2 separate regions of the Ovis aries genome follow, and region 1 is linked to region 2. The links are chromatin contacts, called in public Hi-C maps. All regions are on one chromosome and are shown on one strand. The core of a region is the stretch at or near the end of the contact, and the rest is flanking DNA. Distances in the headings are between cores, read along the strand shown.

Evidence for each region. A called contact is a pair of places that touch in the nucleus more often than the background predicts.
Region 1: a contact with region 2 is called in a Hi-C map of liver, with 4 times the contacts expected there. The contact joins the enhancer-like site here to the promoter of SSBP4 in region 2. A contact is called at or near these places in 3 of 16 Hi-C or Micro-C datasets (liver, mixed tissues and skin fibroblasts).

Annotation. Positions count from the first base shown.
Region 1 is chr5:4,626,172-4,631,921 of ARS-UI_Ramb_v3.0, forward strand. No RefSeq gene overlaps it. Among named protein-coding and RNA genes, the nearest start is that of GDF15, 34 kb to the left of the region's middle. Within about 2 kb of position 4,235, at least 10 of the 54 cell types and tissues checked have an H3K27ac peak or open chromatin away from gene starts, as enhancers often do.
Region 2 is chr5:4,570,844-4,576,944 of ARS-UI_Ramb_v3.0, forward strand. SSBP4 (single stranded DNA binding protein 4) reads right to left here and starts at 1,668. Exons shown (of 17, transcript XM_042249616.1): 1 at 1-1,668.

The sequences.
Region 1 (5,750 bases), core at 2,985-5,484, 58 kb after region 2:
CCTGTCAATCAGCTCTTCAGTGGGCCCTCCACATGGGGAGGTTGCCCCTTTCACAAGTACTTCCCAAAAAGAAAAGAGAAGAGCTGAGAAAGCACGTCTGAGTTACCCTCTGTAAATCTACCATTCCAGTGAAGTCATCCCAATTTTTCTCTTATTTTCGCCAAATGAGTAAGCAATTTATCTTGGACTGTGTGGCCTCAGGGTTGCAAATTTCTGTGAGCCTTTAGCTCTTATCATGTTCTTTCATTAATATAATAAACAGATCTATACTAAGTAAAGGGTTTCCCTGGTGGCTCAGGTAATCAAGAATCTGCCTGCAAAGCAGGAGACCCAGGTTCCATCCCTGGGTTGGGAAGATCCCCTGGAGAAGGGAACGGTGACCCACTCTAGTATCCCTGCTTGGAGAATTCCTTGGACAGAGAAGCCTGGCAGGCTACAGTTCAGGGGTCGTAGAAAGTCAGAGACACGAAGCAAACTGTTGTACTGAGTTCTGTGATCTGCTCTGACTCACATAGCCCGGACATGGGACTGTGGGAGACTCCAGTTTATGACCAGTGGTCAGAAGCACAGGTGGCCACCTGGACCTATGATTGGCATCTCAAGTGGGGCCCGTCTTGCAAGACTGAGCCTGTAACCTGTGGAATCGGATGCTATCTCCAGGTAGGAAGTATCAGAACGGAGTTAAATGATCACCCAGGTGAGTTGCTTGAGAAGTGCTTGTTGTGGGGGAGATACAGAAGCGTTTTTCGGGTCAGAAGTGTTGTGAGGGGGACAGTGGTGAGAATAAGGGAGTTGCCTGGCGACCCAGTAGTTAAGACTCTGAACTTTCGATGCAGGGATGCAGGGTGTGTGGGTTTGAGCCCTGGGTGGGGAACTAAGATCCCATGTGCTGGCCTGCTGTGTGGGGTGACTGGAAAAAAAAAAAGTGAGAAACAAAGGAGGAGGACTGAAGTTTTTCAGATGCAGATCAATATCCCTCACAAATAAAGATGAAACATTGCTACACCAAATGTTAGCAAACCCAAACTGAGCCCAAAAGCATATTAAAAGAGTTACCTAGTGGCAACTCATAACCAAGTGGGGTTGATCTTAGGAAGGTTAGCATGTCTCAACATAAGAAAACCAATCAATGTAACACATCCTATTAATGAAATGAAGAGAAAAAAATCCACGTGATCATCTCAATTGATACATTTAAGGCACTTGAAAAAACCCAATATCCTTTTATGATAAAAACCCTCAGAAGAATAGAAAAATTCTTACATAGGATAAAACACATTTATGAAAATGCCATAGCTAACTTCATCATCAACAGGGAGAGGCTGAAAGCTTTCCCCCTAGGACAAGGAACAAGCCAAGAATGTATACTTTTACCCCTGCTGTTTCAACGTGATATTTGGAAGTTTCAACGAGAGCAATAAGACAAGAAAAATAAATAATAGACATCTAAATTGGAAAGGAAGAAGTAAGACCATCTCTGTGCACAGATGACATGACCCTATGTCATAGAAAACCCCAAAGAATTTACAAGAAAGCTATAAAACATTTACATATCATATGTCTCATGAGGGTTCATTATCCAAAATATATAAAGAACTCCTACAACTCAACAACAAATATCCAATTTAAAAATGGGCAAAGAATTTTACATCCAAGGAAAATATACAAATGGCCATGAAGCAGGTCAAAAGCTGCTCACATCATTAATCGTTAGGGAAATGCAAATCGAAACTATAATGAGATATCACTTTATACCCGTTAGCATGGCTCTTAGGAAAATAGCAAGTTTTGATGTGAAGAAATTGGAACCCTCTTGTGCCTCTGGGGGGAATGCGAAATGGTGCAGCTGCTGTGGAAAATGGTTTGGCATTCCTCAAAGGCTAAACATAGGATGACCATATAATCCAGCAATTCTACTTCTGGGTATTTTTCTAAAAGAACCGAAAAGCAGGGACTCAAACTGAGCTTGTACACCAATGTCCACAGCAGCACTATTCACAATAGCCAAAAGGTGAAGGCAACGCAAACGTCCGCCCAGAGCCAAATGGGCAAACAAAATTTGGTGTATCCTCACAATGGAATATCACTCAGCTATAAAAATGGAATGACATTCTGATCTGTGCCACAGTGCAAATGAACCTTGAAAATTATGCTGAGTGAAATGTCAGTCACAGAAGGACAAACGTGTTATGGTTCCACTGGTATGAAACGTCTAGAATATGCAAATTCACAAGGCAAAGTAGAAGTGAGGTTATCAGCTGCAGGGGGAGGAGGGGGAGAAATGAGGGATTATTGCTTAATGGTTACAGAGTTTCTGTTTAGGTGTGACGGAAAAGTTTTGGAAGGAGATAGTAGTGATGTTTTGCGCTTTTTTAAAAAAAATGTTTGTTTATTTATTTGGCTCCAGGAAGTCTTAGTGGCAGCATGTGGAACCTAGTTCCCTGACCCACTGGAGACCAAGGAAGTCCCCAGTGGTTACGTATGATGTCTGCTCAACATTGGGAACATGCTTAAGTCACTAACGGTCCACTTCAAAGTGGTTAAAATGGCAAATTCTATGTATGTTATACATATTTTTTCACAATACAAAAATGCAAATTAAAAAAAACTTTATAAAAATGGTATCACACTCTTCCAATGATTTTCACTGAATGACCTGAGTTGGACATTTTTGCCTGTAAGTCTGGCCATCCTTTTTCACTGCTGTATAGCACTCCGTTCATGGGAACACACTCTAAACCTTCCCTGGTTTTCAGGTCCTCCTTATTTTGAACCATGCTGCTGGGAAGGCATGCACGTGTAGATTTCTCCGGGGTTCACGCCAAGACCAGACGGCCAGGAGGGAGACTCTAGCCGTTCTCAGCTATACTGGCATGAGCAAACTGTTCTTCTTGATGGTCAATTCTCAGGCCTAATCACCAGTGATTCTGTCCCCTTCCTAAGAGTGAAGAGACATCTCAGTGATTTCTGTTCACGAATGGCTAGATTGAGTTTCTAGTTATTAGTCGTCCTGGGTTCGTCTTCCTGGAATTACCTGTTTGCTCCTGTATTGCACTGAACGTGTGTGTGTGTGTGCTTAGTCACTCGGTTGCATCTGACTCTCTGTGACCCCATGGATGGTAGCCCACCAGGGTCTTCTGTCCATGGAATTTTCCAGGAAAGAATACTGGAGCAGTCTGCCATTTCTTATTCCAGGGGATCTCCCCAGTTCAAGGCTCAAACCCACGTCTCTCGTGTCTCCTGCATTGGCGGGTGGCTTCTTTACCACTGTGCCACCCGGGAAGCACAATGAGTCCCCAAATTCATGTCCACCCAGAACCTCAGATTGTGACCACGAGGGTCTTTGTCAATGTAATTATTAAGCTGAGGTCATACTGGAGTCAGGTGGGCCCTAAACCCCCGCTACCAGACTGACTTCCTTGTAAGAGGGCACATGGAGATGGAAGCAGAAATTGGAGCAATGCAGCCACTAGCAAAGAGACCCTGAGCAGTGCCGGAAGCCGTCAGAAGCCAACAGAGAGACCTGGGACCAATTCTTCTTCATAGCCTTCATCTGTGCTGACACTTTGATTTGGGACTTCCAGCCTCTAGGACTGTGAAGGAACAAAGTTTCTGCTGTTGTAAGCCGCCCAGTTTGTGGTGGTTGTTACGGCAAAAAAATACCACTTGCCCATTTCTCTTTCTTTTCTTTGTTTTGGCTGCATCACACAGCTTGTGGGATCTTAGGTCCCTGACCAGGAATCGAACCTGTGCCCTGGCAGAGACAGCACTGAGTCCTAACCACTGGGCTGCCAGGGAATTCCTACCATTCACCCGTTTTTCTGTCTAGTGTGTCTCATGAAGAGGGGGTGGCTCGCATGTCCTGGAAGTTATTTCTTGGTTAGTTAAATGCATCACAGATATTAACCTCTCTGTCCCTGGATTATCTTTTCTTCTTCTTCTTTTTTAATGGATTTCTTTGGTGGCTGGAAAGTTTGAAATGGATCCTAATGGACTATCCCTAAAGTATTCATTTTCTTCCTTATCAAGGGCAGGTTTTTATTTGTCAGGCAGTTAAGTCTGGGGTATGGTTCTCCTCTGTGATGCTTCCAGTCAGCCGTGACTTCCCTGCCTTCTGGGTTTGGGGCTCTGCCAGACCCCCCAAATCAGCGCTTAGTCGGGGAAGGATGAGGCCAGCTGAGTATGAGTCAGCAGGGTGCGCCGGACTGCAGGAGGAAAGGGGGACGGAAGTGGTCAGCTCAGACCCTGGGACCAGCTGTGTGGGTTCCTGGCCACGGCGGGCAGGGGTCACCAAGACAGCCCAGGCCAGGCAGGAAGTGGGTCAGCTGAGGCCTCCAGCTTGAGGCCCCACTTGCTCACTGCCCGGAACCCCAAGCCGCCCCCACACAGCCTGCTGCAGCACCCTGGTTTGCATGCCTGTTCCTGTAATGGCTCCACAGACCATGGGCATTTATGGAGCGCCTGCTGTGTGAGCACATGTAAGTCAGCTCCCTGATACAGCAGAAACTGAAGCCCAAAACAGGGCAGCCCCGTGCGTGACTCAGTGTGGAGGTCCTGTCACCCCGTACCCCAGGTCCTCCTCCTTGGCTGGTCTCTGGGTGTCCCCACCCCGCACACGGCAGCTTGGAAGAAAAAACAGCTAGGAGGCGTCCACATCTCTTCTGCTCCCTCGCTCCCTTTGCCCCACCTGGACCTCACTGCATTTGCTATTTTTCAGTTTCTCACCACCAACACCACAGTGTGTGTGTGTGTGTGCGTGTGTGTGCGTGCATGCGCGGGGGTGCTGGGGGGCAGCCTGAACCCACCCAGAAGACAAGTCTTCTGGGGGACCAGGACATGCATGTCCACAGTGTGTGTGTGTGTGTGTGTGTGTGCGTGTGCATGCGCGGGGGTGCTGGGGGGCAGCCTGAACCCACCCTTCTTGTCTTCTGGGGGACCAGGACATGTCCAGGCAGGTCTGGGCACTTGCAGAAATTGCTGAATGCCTGGCAAGCTGCCAGGGCAGGAAGGAGGCGGTAGGAAGGTTAGAGAGGGTGTGGGATAAGGACTAGCTTGGGGTTTCCAGTGTGATACTTTGCCCTTCTTACCCTTTCCCAAACCTGTCCCACTCAAAGTGTCCCAAGATGACCTCAGCATCTTCCCCCCAAACTTAGGGTTTTGAGGAATGCATAGGAGTTCTCTGGGAGTAAATGGAGGACGGGGGACTTCCAGGCAGAAAAGACAAACTGGGATCAGCAGAGACCAGGGAAAAGGGGTTCAGATGTCCAGCATAAGAGTCTAGCTTTCTCCTGTGGGCCAACAGGAGCCACTGAGAGTGTGAGAGGTGGAGGGGGGCCCAGGCAAATCGGTAGAACTGGAAGGACACTAGTCTGAGACCCTCACCTTTAAGATGGAGAATATCCAGGCGAGAGCTGAGGGAAACTCTGCTGAAGGGGGCCAAGCCCTACCCTGAATGAGCCTCCCTGAATATGCCCCGGACCCTTCAGCTGCCTGTCCTTCATCACAGCTGGGATCCCTTGTACTGTACCCCCAGACCAGGAGCTGCTGGTTTCCTGGTGTGTCTCCAGTCCAAAGCCCAGCGCACAGCAGGCAATTCTTAGGTGGCTCAGCCAAGAGAAAACAGGGCTTTAGAGGCAGAGAACTGGCAGCATGGGGCCTCAGCTGGAGGAGGTGCGGACCTTCAGGGGCTCGCCATCCCCGCCCCCTTCCCCAGGCTCCTGCGCCTCCCCGCGCCCCCTGTTGGCGGAGGA
Region 2 (6,101 bases), core at 418-2,917:
TTTCCAGCACCTCCTCGCAGGCAGGCACACAGAGGGTGTGACTCACCCAAGTCACACTGTATTGGTGACATCTGTGACTCCCAGGTCCCCCAGACTCTCCAGTCGCCACCCTGGACGCCCCCAGTTATCTCTTAAGGCTCGGTGGCTCTCCAGAATTCTGTGTGCCCTGGCCAGGTCCCTGGCCTGCTCTGATCTGCGGCTCCTTGAGTCGATCGATGTGAGCCTTCTCCTCACAAACATTTATTGAGCGCCTGCTGTATGCTGACTCTGTGGAGCCAGTCGGGACACACTGCTACAGCTTGAGCAGAGGCTTCTGACGAACAGGAGAATAATTTCAGAGAGTGCCACGTGCTGAGCAGAGGGAGGGGACCCCGGTGAAGAGGACGGGGCGACCGCTGGGGCAGAAGGCGGCGGGAGGGAGGGAGGCTGGGAGGCGGAGGCACCCGCGGCCGGGCTAGCTGCAGAGGGGGTAGGCGCGGCGGGCGGGAGAGACTAGCACGGTTCTCATGGCAACGGGGACGGATCTGCAAAACACAGCGTCGGCGCCGGCGGAAAAGTCCGAGAAGAGCAAGATCTGGGTCCCAAGCGGCATCCAGGAAGCTGAGGCGAGCGCATCACGAACCGGATCGTACGCCTTGCAAACGCAGAACCCGTAGAAACCCCCCACCGCCATCCCGCACCCTTGCAAGGGAGGGGCATGAGGAGAAAAAGATTTTTGGTTATTTTTAAATAGGGGGAGGGTGGATCTGAGATCTGGAGGAAGAATATTCGGATTGCAGTGGCGGCAAGTGCAAAGGCCCTGAGGCGGGCACACGGTTAAAGTGCTGGAGGCAGAGGGAGGAGGGCAGCGTGACAAGCAGGCAGGAAAAGAGCAGAGGAGCCGGGCCATTCCCGGAGGGGACGGATTGGGCTTTGTTTTGAAGGGAATCGGGAGCCACCGGAAGGTGTGTGGTCGCAAGGGGCCGGGTCTACATCAGGATTTTAAGAAGCTCCAAGGGGCTGCCGGGTGGGTAGCGATGGCGTTGAGGAGGCAGGGAGGCTGTTTCGGGAAGAGGCCCAGGTAGACAGAGCCAGCGGGGGAATTGGTTTAGGAGCAGGAGTGGGGGCGGGAGGGACGGTAAGCGAGGAGAGCTAAGGGTCAAGGCTGGGTCCCAGACCTGCGGCCACTTTGCTGGCTCCCAGTCGCCCCCGTGTGGCTGCGCGGGGACCGCAGCCCTTAGCCGGGTCTCTGGCTCGTGGTACCACCGACTCCCCCAAACCCCAGCCCCGCGAGGTCGGGGTCGTTGTCCGCGGGAGCTCGGAGTCGGCTCCGCTGGTAGGGCGAGGGCTTGCCTGGAGGAGGAGCCATCCGTCCCCTCACTTCCTCCCCTCCGGCCCTTGCATTCTGCAGACCCTTCCTTCACAGGCCCACCTCCTGGCCTTTGCACTAGCCCTTCCTGCCGCCTGCAGCGCGCTTTCTCTGGCTACTAGCCTGGTTAGTTGGAGAAGGCAATGGCACCCCACTCCAGTACTCTTGCCTGGAAAATCCCATGGACGGAGGAGCCTGGGTAGGCTGCAGTCCATGGGGTCGCACAGAGTCGGACACGACTGAAGCGACTTAGCAGCAGCAGCAGCCTGGTCAGTTCTGGTCTCTTCCTTCGGCCTTTGGCCGCAGTATTCCTTGTTCTCGCCACCCCCACTTCTCTTCCTCCTCTCTCTCTCTTCCCTCTTCCCCTCCCCTTCTTCTCCTCCGGCTCTCCCTCCCCTTTCCTCCTCGCCTTCCCTGGCCATCTCCTCCAGATTACTGGTTCTGCACTAGCCTTGGTTGTCACTGTTATGATAAAATAATGCCTAAGTCATCTGTTGGCAGCCCTCGCCTCCCTCTGAATCTGCCCTCCCTGCAGACACAGCGGTAGGGGTTCATGAATATGTTGCTTGCATCGTTGGGAAGGCTAGTTTGGGTTTTCCCGTTGGTGGGTTTCCTCTCCACAGGAGATGGGTGCAGCCCGTTAACGGGATGGGATAGGGGTTCAGGTAGGGTCCAGGATCCGAACCCGAGACCCCTTCAGCCCCTCCCCAGCCGAGTGTGGGAGGCGGCCACAGCTGGGAGCAGGGTCTGCGCCATGAGACGTTTCCTCTCAGAAGCTGTAATTATGGGTAATTTTCTAACTGCAACACAAAAATTAAAACCCAAACACCATCGGGAGTGAAGAAGCCATGGCAGCTGGCGGGCACCGGGGCAGGCTGAGCTGCGGGTTCTGGCCTAGACCCGGGGGCTGGGGGGCGGAGCGAGCGCGGGGGCGGGAGGACGGCGGTGCGAAGGAACACAGGGTGGAGGGTCGCTGAGACAGGCTGAACTCTGCAGAGCCAGCAAGCCCTTGTAGCCTCGGGTTATGCCCCAAATCGATCACCTGGAGGCGGAACTCCCCGGCTGGAGGGTCTCCACCTGGGGTTGGAAACCTGGCGGTGCCGGGCCAGCTGGAGCCGATTGAAGCTCAGCCCCCAGGCTCTCGGTGTCTTAAGAAATTCCAGGCGAGAGGAGGGACACTGGGGGACTGAGTGGACGCGCCTCAGTCTGACCTACAGACTGCCCCTCCCCCACCACACCCTATTCATCTTCCACAAAGCTTAATCTGAGCCAGTACACAGACTGCCCCGCTTCCAGCACTTTCCTTGGCTCCGCAACCCACAAATCAAGACCCCGCCTCTCCGCCCTGCCCTTTCCAGAGTCAGACTAATCAGTAGGAATTGGTGCACCCAGCTCTGATAATCCCGTAAATCCTCTCAGCAGCCTCAGGAGAGAGGCAGCCTTTTGTTTTCCCTCCCCATGTTACAGAATGGGAAGACCGAGGCTCAGAAAGGCATAGAGATCCATGGAACGCCCAGAGGCAGCACCTCGCTCACTGGAGCGCCCTCAGCTCCCACCGGATCTAGAACACGCTGGGAAATTGGAGGCATTTTGTGGAGATTCCAAGAGCAAGGAAGGGAGGAATGGGGGAGGGAGAAACCTATAGGAGCTGCAGAGAAAGTTCTGCAGGTAAAACTGAAGCTCAGAGCCAGGAAGCAACTTGCCCGGGACACAGTAGAGAGTGGAGGCACTGGGTCCCACTTTGGCGTCCCCTGGCAATGCCCCTCCGTCACCTCCTCTTTGAAGCTCCCCCTCTTTTCCTGTGGCGGAGGCGTTTCCATGGCAACCCAAAGGCCCAAGATTCCCAGGCAGTACCGGGGGAATGCTGGGGACGCTGGGCTCTAGACAGGAAGGACCCTACCGAAGACTCAGGTTCAGTGCACAGGGCTGATACACTAGAGAGGCTTTTCTTCCCCTTTGAGGGGCTTCCCTGGTGGCTCAGCTGGTAGAGAATCTGCCTGCAATGCGGAGACCTGGGTTCGATCCCTGGGTTGGGAAGATCCCCTGGAGAAGGGAACTCCAGTACTCTGGCCTGGAGAATTCCACGGACTATACAGTCCATGGGGTGGCAAAGAGTCGGACACGACTGAGTGACTTTCATTTTCACTTCACTTTTCTCTGCTGAATAACAGCACTGAGGAGTAGATGCTTGCTAAGCACCAGAACCTGGTTACTTCTGTTCATACCACTGTTGCAGGCATGCAGCTCATTTTCCCACCCCCAAAGCCTCAGCAGGGTTTGTCCCCCCGGCCTCCCACACCCTGCCCAGCCCTTCCCCTAGCCAGCCTCTCCTTGTCCCAGAGGCCCTCCAACTATCTGGGGCACACTGCCGTGTTGGATTTCCCGCAAATCATGGTTTTGCACATCGATTGCCCATGTCCCCAGTAACCCATGAGTTCTAGGAGGGCAGAGAATTCTATGATTTTGTTCAGTGCTGTGTCCCTAGCACTTAGAACAAGTCTTGACATACAGGAGGCGTTTGATAAATACCTGTTGCTGAACCAGTGTCCCCTGTGCCTGTGCTGGGAGTGGGGGGTAACACAGATCGTCACCTGAGGGCGACCCAGACCATCTTGACCTTGCCCCACCCTTCCCATTTTGGTCGAGTTGGAGTCGGGATCAGAGTGAGAGGGACCAGGACTTCCCTGGTGGTACAGTGGATAAGAACCCGCCAGCCCATGCAGGGGACACTGGGCATCCCTGATCTGGGAAGATTCTGCATGTCTCAAGCAACTAAAGCCCATGGGCCATAACCACTGTAGAACCCAGGAGCCACAACTTAATAAGCCTCTGTGCTGTAACTACTGAAGCCCCCCTCCCCCGGGGTCCACATGCTGCTACTACTCAAGCGTATGTGCCTAGAGCCTGTGCTCTGCAAGAGAAGCCCGTGCACCACAAGGAAGAGTAACTCCTGCGCCCAGCAACTAGAGAAAGACCTGGTGCAGCAAGGAAGACCCAACAAAGCCAAAATAAATACATTTTTTAAAGGAAAAAAAAAAAGGTGGGCGGGACCAATTTTTTGCCTCTGTTAAGGCCAGCCAGATTGCAATCCCGAGTGTAACCACACGGGGGCAGCAGAGACTCGCAAGTTCGATTTGGGGGACCTGGCAGGCCCCGCCTTAGCGCCCCTTTGGAGTGGCTCTTGAGACCCCAAGTTTCAGGCTTGTAACCTAGTCCACCCCTTCTTGATCTAGCCCATGCATCCAAGTAGGTTTCCAAATATATATTTACGTATTTATGTGCCAAATTAGTTCATGGCACAAATGAAGAAAAAATCAACTCAGTTCTCCCATCCCTTCAAAAAAACGTTCCTATTTTGAGCTCTTGGCTGCGCATCTCCTGTTTTTTTTCTCGAGAGGCCTTGATTAACTCTCTTCAAAACTGCAAACCTCCCTGTCTTGCTCTCTGAATCTCTCAAATTCTGCTTAACTTTTCCTCTCCAGGACTGTTATTTCCTAGCCTCTTTGAAATTTACTAATTTACAGTTCATCGCGTCTCCCCTCGCCACCCCCGAATGTCAGCTTTCCAAGGGCCGAAGTTTTGCTGCATCCAGCGGACGCTCAGTAATAGTTTTGGAACGAAGGCAGAAATCTTACACAACTGTAAGAAACAGATAAAACAAAACCTAGCAGATAAAGCCAAATAACCTTCTTAACCCGCCTCCACACCACCCCCCTCCCCCGCAGGCAGTCACTACCAGGAAGTCAAGTCTAAACCCGCACATCCAGGAGCAACAGATTACCACCCTGTGCCATTCAGTGGCTCTGCACAGTCTCCCGGGTAGATCCAGACAAATGAACTTGTCTGAGCACAGTGCTGGCTAATGGTCAACCACACGACTCGAGGGCTTACTGTAGAGCCTTGGGCAAGCTACTCAACACACTGTGGCTCTGTTTCCCCATCTGTAAAATGGGGCGGGGAGGATAATGATGCTTCCTGCCTCAAGATCATGTGAAGATGACATCACTTAATGGTGCTTAAATAGCCAGTGCTTGGCTGCTGCAATTTATCATTCTTAGAATGTTTCAAAAATATGACTGCTTATAGTATTCCTTCATAGTCCTCCGCCTATTTTTTTTTTCAATTTTTAAGTATTTATTTGACTGCAGTTGGGTCTTTGTTGCAGCACGTGGTTCCCTGACCAGGGATTGAACCTTGGCCCTCCTGCATTGGAAGCGAGAAGCCGTAGTTACTGGACCAGTGGGGAAGTCCCAGTCGTCCACCTATCTTAATTTGGGGTCCCGTAGGAGTAGGCCAAAGGCTTTGGCATAGTCAATAAAGCAGAAATAGATGTTTCTCTGGAACTCTCTCGCTTTTTCGATGATCCAGGAGGTGTTGGCAATTTGATCTCTGGTTCCTCTGCCTTTTCTGAAACCAGCTTGAACATCTGGAATTTCACGGTTCATGTATTGCTGAAGCCTGGCTTGGAGAATTTTGAGCATTACTTTACTAGCATGTGAGATGAGTGCCATTGTGCGGTAGTTTGAGCATTCTTTGGCATTGCCTTTCTTTGGGATTGGAATGAAAACTGACCTTTTCCAGTCCTGTGGCCACTGTTGAGTTTTCCAGATTTGCTGGCATATTGAGTGCAGCACTTTCCCAGCATCATCTTTCAGGATTTGAAAGAGCTCCACTGGAATTCCATCACCTCCACTAGCTTTGTTCGTAGTGATGCTTTCTAAGACCCACTTGACTTCACATTCGAAGATAACTG